3 separate regions of the Mus musculus genome follow, and all the other regions are linked to region 2. A link is a contact called in public ChIA-PET data. All regions are on one chromosome and are shown on one strand. Each heading gives the region's core, a stretch centred on a gene start, on an enhancer-like site or on the middle of the called end of the contact. The rest is flanking DNA. Distances are from core to core; before and after follow the strand shown. Region 1 has its middle 28 kb from the start of Gm13218. Region 2 has its middle 130 kb from the start of Gata3. Region 3 has its middle 73 kb from the start of Gm13218.

Region 1 (3,094 bases), core at 120-2,619, 190 kb after region 2:
GAAGTCTTTTTGGATTAAGCGGGTTAATTTCTCTCCTCTCTCTCTCCCCCGACACCATCTGTTTAAGTATTAAAAGCAATACTTCTGCCCAACCTGTCCTTTCCTGCTGAGTTATATCCTAAGCCTGGATGTATTTCAAAGTCTAGTTATCTTTCCTAAAACAAGCAGCGAAATAGCATTCCACCTTCAAAAAATCATTACTTGCTTCTTTCCTTTGAGTCTCAAGGAGGCATCACTGAGTTATTCTTGCGTCTTGTTGGTTGTCATCTTGTGTCCAACAGTAACTTCTGTTTCTGATCATTGATACAGGCAGATTGATGTTGTCCGTGGAACTGCGGTTCGTATTCCTTATACATTCTCAGTTAGCCTCCACCAGCCACTCTGCTCAGTAGCTACACATGTCTTTAGGGTGGGTCATACTCAGAGTTGGGAAAACAACTCAACACTTCAATTTCCTCATGACCCCAGTGCCATCCCTTACCTGGTGGGTTGCAATGTTCTTATTAGAAATATGCTTATGCAGTGTAAAAGGGTGTTATTAAAAACACTTTAAAATGAATCCACTATACTGAGATCCAAAAAAAGAGCAAAGTGTTCTAAAAAGGTTTAATAATAAATGACTAAAGGGATAAACAGTTTCACTCTGGGGCTATTAATCTAGCACCTTTCATGAGTCCTAAACTTCTGTAAGCTAAATAAAAATAGCACATGACAGCTTATATTTGTATAGGAAATAACAGAGCGAACACCAAAGACATTGGGAAATTGCATTTTTTTCGAAGATAATTAAAGGTCATACTATTTAGCCAAACTATAATCCATCACAGTGAGGCATTGATTACCACTCCAGCCATGTGCATTCTTAATTCCATTAGCGAAATAAAAGACAGCCTTTGAATTTGCCACTTTCTCCATACGTAGCAAGCACGGATGGCAAATTACTCCAGAATCCAGAATAGCTTCACAGATAAGCTCGTCCTCTTCGGCATCTCCAATCTACAAAGTTTTAAGTAGCAATAAATTTAACAGCTGCTCTCTTCACAATGTGCCGTAATAGCCGCTCTCTGGAGATCTGAGAATGTTCAAAGCAAAGCTGTGCTCACCATTTACCCTGCAGTGAGCTTGCAGAGACCCACCACTTCACACACACCTCCCATCCACATCTGTCCTGGGCAAAAGCTGGTTTCTTCCAGGGCCCTGAAGCTAACGGTTATCATTCAAGTGACTGCAGCTCAAGTGTTGAGTTATATTTCTAGGCACTGGTGTTGTAATGGCTGTCAAAGAGAAACACTGGAGTAGGTTATCTGGCTTCCCCATCTTCTTCAGGTGTAATGTTGTCATTCATTTTGTTAACTCTCTCTTTGTGTTTCAACCCAGAGGAGACCACAAACTGAAAAGTATGCACCAGTCTATTTTTGCTCTCTGCTGGTCTGCTTGTGGGTGTAATTGTTTCACACTTAGTGAGCCACAAATGAGCTTATATTTGTAGAAGGACGTTTTAGAGAGAACAGAGGGGCATTATTCTTTAGAGATGAGGGCACGGGGCAGAGTGGTTCTTTTACCTGCAGGAAGATGGATGTAGGAACCTCTTAGCCAAATTCCTCACAAATAATTCCACTGCAAATTTTGTGAGATAGTGTAGGTGGGGTGGGGTGGGGTGGGTTTCCAGAATTTTAAATTAAGCTGGATCATTGCTAGTAAGCTTACTTGGAAGTTGTTCTAGTTCTTTCTTCTCTCTCTCTCTCTCTCTCTCTCTCTCTCTCTCTCTCTCTCTCTTTCTCTCTCTCTCATACACACACACACACACACACACACACACACACACACACAACCCCCCCCCCCTACATACTCCTCACACCATACACTAAAATTGTCCAGTGTATTAGCAGGTAAAGTTCCAATCTGGGTCAGGACAGTTTTTATGTATCAGAAAGATTGCAATTCTTTCTAATTTTTTAAGCTAGCCATTTATATGGCTTAACATATGCTTTCTATAGTGACTATGGATACTTTCTCTCACAGGAAGGAAGTACGTGGGTTTGATTTTTTTGTTTTGTTTTGTTTTTCATGAGTTTGAATTAGGACTCAGAGCATCCAACTGTCACCAAGGGCCCAGGAAAAATATTCTGTAACTGAATTAAGCCTGTGTTTGAGCACAAGGCCTTTCAGTGTGGTTAACCAGGGCTGTGGTATTTTGACAGCATCACCTATGAAACGCTGAGGAGTGGCTGATTAGGAGCACAGCTAGGTAAACTGAGATAATGACGAGGGATAATCACACATGCTTCAGGGCAGAGGTGACTTCAGGCAGGAGGCAGAGGGGACTCTCTTCCTCTTGCAGAACCCTCTAGCAAAAGATCATGATGCAAGACAGTAGCTCTTGGAGTCTGGAAGTCTCTGATTTGGCACCTGGAGCAGGAAGCCTTGCATGGGACATTCAAATTCTAGCCAGAGTCCCCTCTTGTCCCTTTATACTTCCTGAGTGTGCAGGCAGAGGCCTATCTGGGTCGTTGTGCTGAGGAGGGCTGTGTCATGGTTTCCCTGGTTTGGCTACTCATTAGATTAATGCAAAAGTTGATTTGAGTGATGGTAAAACACACTGAATCACTCAGTCTTGGACTTCTCGTCTCTCTCTTTCTTCTTTCTCTTCTTTCTTTTTTGGTTTCTTTGTTTCTTTCTTTCCTTCTTTCCTTCTTCCCTTCTTTCCTTTTTCTCTCCCCAGTTATTGAAATATTATTCTCTAAACTAAGGCAGTTAGCTACCCCAGAAGATGTTTTTGTTACTCTTACAAAGAGAAAATGAGAATAGATATTATTATCATAACTGCTGGTATCCTGATCCATTTGCGTGTGGGAATGTATATAATCCATGTTTCATTCTCTTCCATAATGCAAGGGCTGAAGACTTTGGTAGATTTAATTCAATTGTGTGTGTGTGTGTGTGTGTGTGTGTGTGTGTGTGTGTGTATGTGTGTGTTTGATGTATGGAGACTAAAGGTCAATTGTTGGGTGTCTTTATTTTTTTTTCATGGGTGCTTATGATCTTAACTTCTTCATACATATGTGGTAAGCCTGCTGAGTCATGTCCTCAGCTG
Region 2 (2,805 bases), core at 171-2,670:
TACTGAAGAACTTTCCATAGTGAAACTACCACAGCAGAGTGAGGAGGACTGTAGGATTTCTTTGTTTTAAGGCTTTGTTGTGGGCCATTAAATTGGCTCAGAAGGTAAAGGCTTTTGCCAACAAACCTGGGACTTCAAATTCGGTCTCCCAGCCCCATATGATAGAATGAGAGAACTGACTCACACGAATTGTCCTCTGACTTCGGTCCCCCAGCCCCACATGATAGAACGAAAGAACTGACTCACACGAATTGTCCTCTGACTTCCACACACGTGCTGTGGCATGTGGGTGTCCCTCTGCCAACACTCCTTGTCTGAGAGAAACTCAGTTTTCCATTTCCAAATCAGTGTTTAGCAAAAATTCTTAAAAGCCCTTTCCTCCAAGCAAATGGAAACTTGAGACATGGTTCATGGAAGCAAAGTGTGTGTGTGTGTGTGTTTGTGTGTGTATTTGCATGCTTACACTAGAATTTGAACCCTGGAAACAAAGTATGTGAATGTGTGTTTGTGTTCGTATGTGAATGTGTGCGTATGTGTGTGTATGTGTGTGTGAATGTGTGTGTTTGTGTGTGTGTGAGTGTGTGAATGTGTGTTTGAATGTGTATGTGTGTGTATGTGTGTGTGTTTGAGTGTGTGAATGTGTGTGTGTGTGTGTGTGTGTGTGTGTATGTGTGTGTGTGTGTGTGTGTGTGTGTGTGTGTGTGTGTGTTTGCATGCTTACACTAGAACTTGCATACCGGGGTTTCTGCATATGCTCTCCCATGGATCTCTTCCCCACCTGAGGAATGCAGTCCTTGTTTTACTTATTATGCAAGTTTCCCTTGAAGCACATCTCAAGCTTGCATTCGGTTGGAGGAGGGGGAGGGTCTCTTAAGGACTTTTGCTGAACATTGATTTGTGAATGAAAGACACAGCTGAGCTTTTAGATAGGGAGTTAAGAATCTCGAAAGGCAAAATGAACAATCATGGCAAACCAATCGTGGTTTTATGCAACAATGGGGAGTAATATTTTGAAGTTCTGTTCTTCCTTTTTACTGCAGGCTGCGGCCAGGAACTCAGCATTAGCATTTCCATGCAATCGGTGGGTGGTGTTGCTTATCTTCTTAGTTATGTAATCCTCATTACTCATTAGGATGTGGTGTTCTAGCCTTGAAGCCTCAGACATTTCTCAGGCAACGTAATGATCTGTGCTTCTCAGGACTCTCATTGGCAAGCTTACTAAAAACCATTTCATGTCCACACAGCTTTACAAAAGATGTCCAGGCTGCTTTCTCTGTGTTGTGTTACACATTTTTTTCCCCTTTCAGTTTTGGTAGGTTCAATAGCAAAGGACCTGATGGTTTGGAAAATGTAGGTTAGCATACCACTGAGGAAAGTCCCTTGCTGAAACACAGTAGACAGAAAGCAGGAAGTCAGCGGTGGCCGGCACAGATTGCTGCTGAGAATTCTCATTGCTGGCCCAGCCCCGCTCCAAAGGACTGGTGGCTGAATAGCGAGGAAGGATGGAACTGTTGATCTTTTCCTTGGGTTTCTAGATTAGGATAATTGTTATTAAAGCAACACTTGTTGCTCATGGCACCCTCCTGATGAGTCCATGGTGTGTGTGTGTGTGTGTGTGTGTGTGTGTGTGTGTGTGTGTGTGTGTATGCACGTAAACATGACTGTGTATGTTGATCCTCTGGTGTGTCTACCTTGTTTTATTTTTATTTTTATTTTTTTATTTTTCTCATTGGTCTGGGCCTCACCAAGTAGTCTCCGCTGGCTAGCGAGCCCCAGAAATCCTCCTCCCTCATCTCCTCAGTGCTGGGGCTACAAGGATTGGTCATTACACTTAACTTGTATTTATTTATTTATTTTTTGGTCTTCATGCAAGTCTCCCAACTGGAGCAGGGACAGTTCCTAAGTCCTGCCCATGGATCCCATTCTCCTAACTGGGCTGCCTTTTGGGAGAGGATTCGCCAGCCCGGCAGAAACTTGATGTGTCAGGGCTGGGGGATAATGGGCGGGGATGGGAGTTCTACCTTCTCAAAGGAGAAGGGAAGTGGGGATGGAGGGAGACACTGTGTGTGTGGAGGGGTGGGGGAAGGAGGAGGAGAAGGAGAAGGAGGAGGAGAGCATCAATTGTGCTGCAAGGTGAATACACAAATTAATTGATGGGAAAAACAGAACAGAACCTGCATTCTGGAAGGGAGGCAGTTTACTCGCTGAGTTCTAGTTCTCTCCCAAGGCCAGTAGTACAGCTTTGTGCTATGCCTGCTCATGTATATAGGCAAGCAAGTGATGCCTAGCTTGGGCTCTGGATGGATGGATGGATGGATGGATGGATGGATGGATGGATGGATAATACAAACTGTTTTATAACGGGAACTTGTAGATGTGAAGTCTGGCTCTCTCAGTCACCAGCTGCCTGACGGTATCTGTCAATTACCTTTCTTATCACGATGAGAAAAATACCCGGGAGAAAGGATTTAAGGACAGAGAGGTTTTTCTTGGCTCATGAGCTGGAATCATGGAGGAGGAGGTGTGTTAAAGTGACTCTGTGGTACCATGTGACATGTACATGTGGGATCATGTGACATGTACATGTGGGACCATGGGACAGAGGAGGTTCTCACACACGAGCGAGACCAGGAATCAGAGAACAGGACCACAGCTGGAGGTGGAACACAACCTTCAAAGGTGTGCTCTTAGAGACCTAAATCTGCCAGCCGGGCCACATGTCCCAAAGGTTCCACAAACTTGCCTAACAGCAGCACTAGCTCATGTTCAAGCACAACCTTATGAGGGACATTGCTGATGGAAACT
Region 3 (2,860 bases), core at 237-2,736, 230 kb after region 2:
CATGGGCATGTGTAAATGTATATGTGTAAATATGCCTGTGCATGGAAGCTACTAGTTAATCTTGGGATATTATTCCTTGTGAGCATTCCCCACCTCTGTCTGTCTGTCTGTCTGTCTGTCTGTCTGTCTGTCTATATGTGTCTCTCTCCTTATAGGATCTCTTAATAGTTTGGCTAGGCTGGTAGACCAGCAAGCCCTAAGGATCTGCCTGTTTCCGTTCCCCAGCTCCGACATGGCAAGCATGGACTGCCATGCCTTCCATTTTACTCGGCTGCTAATTATCAGGCACTAAAGAGCTGGAAGCTTGGGCTTCTTTCAGTTTAATTTAGTTGATTTGAACGAAGACATGTTGGTTCCAGCCAAATGTTCAATAATAGCTACAAATTTAGAAGAACAGGATCCCCCTTCTACTACTGAATCTACAACAACTTGTCTAATCCAGCCCTCTACAAGCTACTATTCACCAGGTAGCCAAGGGACAGCCTTTCCCCTGGATGACTGTCATTGTGGATTTAGCCTTCTTGGTTTTCTTAACCAATTGATGACAGAATCAGTTTTTCTCCTGTTTGTCTACTGTGCAGACTCCAGAGGATTGGTGGGAAATAAGATATACTTTTATTTTTTTAAACCATGAAATCAACAGGCAGAAAGATACTCCTTTTTGATATTTCTGTTCAAATCACAGGTGACCCTTGTCCAAGTTAGAGTTTCAGGAGCCTGGTGGCTACCTTCCAGAAGGACAGCTGTGCTTGTCAGAGGGCCATAAAAGGTGGGACCAGGCTGAGCTGCCGTCTCCCAAGGATGCCGAGGGCTAGCCAGAGGTGCTTGCTCCTGTCCTAGTTCTTGCCTGTCCTTTAATGGACACGTTTGCTCAACTGACTTTCTAGGCCAGGGTTCCTAAAGTTTTGCTTTGCAGTAGAATTAATTTAAATAGGTGGTGATGGTAGAGGACGAGTCTACAGGGGGAAAGAGCCCATCATCTTTAATTTCTGAATGCTTCTGGCATCTTGAAGAAACATATAACTTTGAAGAAACCCCAGTGGCATTAAATGATGCATTATGACTTCATCCACATCTTTTCTACTGGGCATGAGAGATTTCTTTCTTCCCACAGTATGGAAGAGTCAGTTGCTTTCAGCTTGGCCCTCCAGGAAACTCAATTAAATTGTGCTAGGCAGTATTCTTTTCTATTTTGTTGGAAATTTCATTTGTGAGTTTGTAGTTGAAGTACTGGTCCCATAGGGGCTCTGGGTACTCGTATAACTTTTATTTAATTTAAAGTTAAAAACTATTCTGATTTTTTTTATTATAAATTGGTGGTATAAGCCTTGACTCTTTCTAGTGTATTTTTTGAAACTTTTAGTTTCAGTTTGGAGTTTACCTTTCAAGCCACACACTCATTTCCCTGTGGTTCACACTACCTTTGTGGTGGCTGGGATGTTACTCTAGTTGCCTTGGCAATGCGAAATATTTGCAGGAAATAAAACAAACCTCTTAGGTTTTTTTTCTTCACTTTACAACAACAAAAACCAGTGAATTCAGTACATACCTTTCAGAAGTAGAGATGGATTCTTTTTTTTTTTTTTTCCATCCTGCCAAACAAGAATGGATAGCTGTATGCTTTTTACTTTCTTAAGAAGAAGGGGCTGGCAAGATGGCTCAGTGGGTAGAGTGCTTTCTGCTCAAGCAGGAAACCCTTTCTGTCTCCAACACCCACATGAAAAGTCAAGCGAGTGATGTATACCTGTTTCTCCAGTGCTGGGAAGCAGAGGCAGGAGGATCCCTGGAGTTTGCTGGCAGCTTAGACAAATAGGGGAGTCCCAGGAGTCTGTCTTAAAAATAAGGTAGGCGGTGGGTCTCTGCATCTGTTTCCATCAGAGAAGAGGGAGAAGGAATGGAGGGAAGAGCTCTATGAGGGGAGGGAGGACTGGGAAGAGCAGGAGGGCTGATATTGGAATATAAAGTGAATAAGTTAATTAATTAATGAAAAACTAAGGTAGGGGTTGTTGTGAGATGGGGCCTGCTGTCAAGGCTGAGCAGCTGACTTCTGTCCCTAGGTGTCCTATGATGGCAGGAGAGAACTGAGTCCCCCAGTTGTCCTCTAACTGCCATGTGTCACGCCCATAGCCTCACCCACCTACTCACACCCACAGGCAATAATGGTGGCTTACCTCATCTCCTGGGTTAGCTGAGAAAGGCCTCTTTGCCTCTTCCTCCTTCTCTCCTTCTCCCTCTGTTGTCCTCTCTATAGTTCAAAGAAGTTGAGGAATTCCAGTCAAGCAAGAATGGGCGGAAGTGAGATCCAATTTTCCTGATTTGATCAACAAAGCCAGGCAGATGGATTAGCGGAATGATCAGCAGTATGACTGATTTGAGCTCTCTGATCCTGCAAGCCGACCTGCCTACTTAACCTCTTAGAGTTTTCTGTCTCCTTCTAAAATGCAAATATAGTCATTGATGAGTTAAATGAGAGCCATCCTGACATTACAGTTATGGGCTTGTAACTCAGTTATTGTGATTTGGGAGACTGAGTCAGAAGGATGGCAAGTTCAAGGCCTACCTAGGATAAGCAATGAGCCCAAGGCCAGCTTGGACAATTTAGTGAGAAACTGTGTCAAGCTAAAAAGCAATATATATGTGGATACAGCTCTGTGGCACAATGCTTGGCCCGTGTGCATGAGGTTCAACATTCAATCTCTTACAGATATAATTTAAAAACTATTAATGTGTCTACCTGGCACAGAAGCTCTCACAACAACCTTCACTGTTACCTACAATCTGTTGAACTGCACAGTGTCACTTCTGTGGGTGCTGCGCCTAGCAGCAGCAACAACAGTTATATAAATCATTAGGAAATCCA

Evidence for each region. ChIA-PET counts read pairs in DNA pulled down with a chosen protein or histone mark.
Region 1: an RNA polymerase II ChIA-PET map of memory CD8 T cells shows a contact between it and region 2, with 14 read pairs. The contact joins two enhancer-like sites. A contact is called at or near these places in 1 of 15 datasets of contacts at CTCF or cohesin (CD8 T cells) and 2 of 115 datasets of contacts at active chromatin or transcription factors (CD8 T cells and memory CD8 T cells).
Region 3: an RNA polymerase II ChIA-PET map of memory CD8 T cells shows a contact between it and region 2, with 26 read pairs. The contact joins two enhancer-like sites. A contact is called at or near these places in 2 of 115 datasets of contacts at active chromatin or transcription factors (CD8 T cells and memory CD8 T cells).

Annotation. Positions count from the first base shown.
Region 1 is chr2:9,562,911-9,566,004 of GRCm38.p6, reverse strand. No RefSeq gene overlaps it. Among named protein-coding and RNA genes, the nearest start is that of Gm13218, 28 kb to the left of the region's middle. Within about 2 kb of position 1,369, at least 28 of the 459 cell types and tissues checked have an H3K27ac peak or open chromatin away from gene starts, as enhancers often do. A contact at or near this core is called in memory CD8 T cells, where this site is marked.
Region 2 is chr2:9,748,611-9,751,415 of GRCm38.p6, reverse strand. No RefSeq gene overlaps it. Among named protein-coding and RNA genes, the nearest start is that of Gata3, 130 kb to the left of the region's middle. Within about 2 kb of position 1,420, at least 52 of the 459 cell types and tissues checked have an H3K27ac peak or open chromatin away from gene starts, as enhancers often do. A contact at or near this core is called in memory CD8 T cells, where this site is marked.
Region 3 is chr2:9,518,862-9,521,721 of GRCm38.p6, reverse strand. No RefSeq gene overlaps it. Among named protein-coding and RNA genes, the nearest start is that of Gm13218, 73 kb to the left of the region's middle. Within about 2 kb of position 1,486, at least 30 of the 459 cell types and tissues checked have an H3K27ac peak or open chromatin away from gene starts, as enhancers often do. A contact at or near this core is called in memory CD8 T cells, where this site is marked.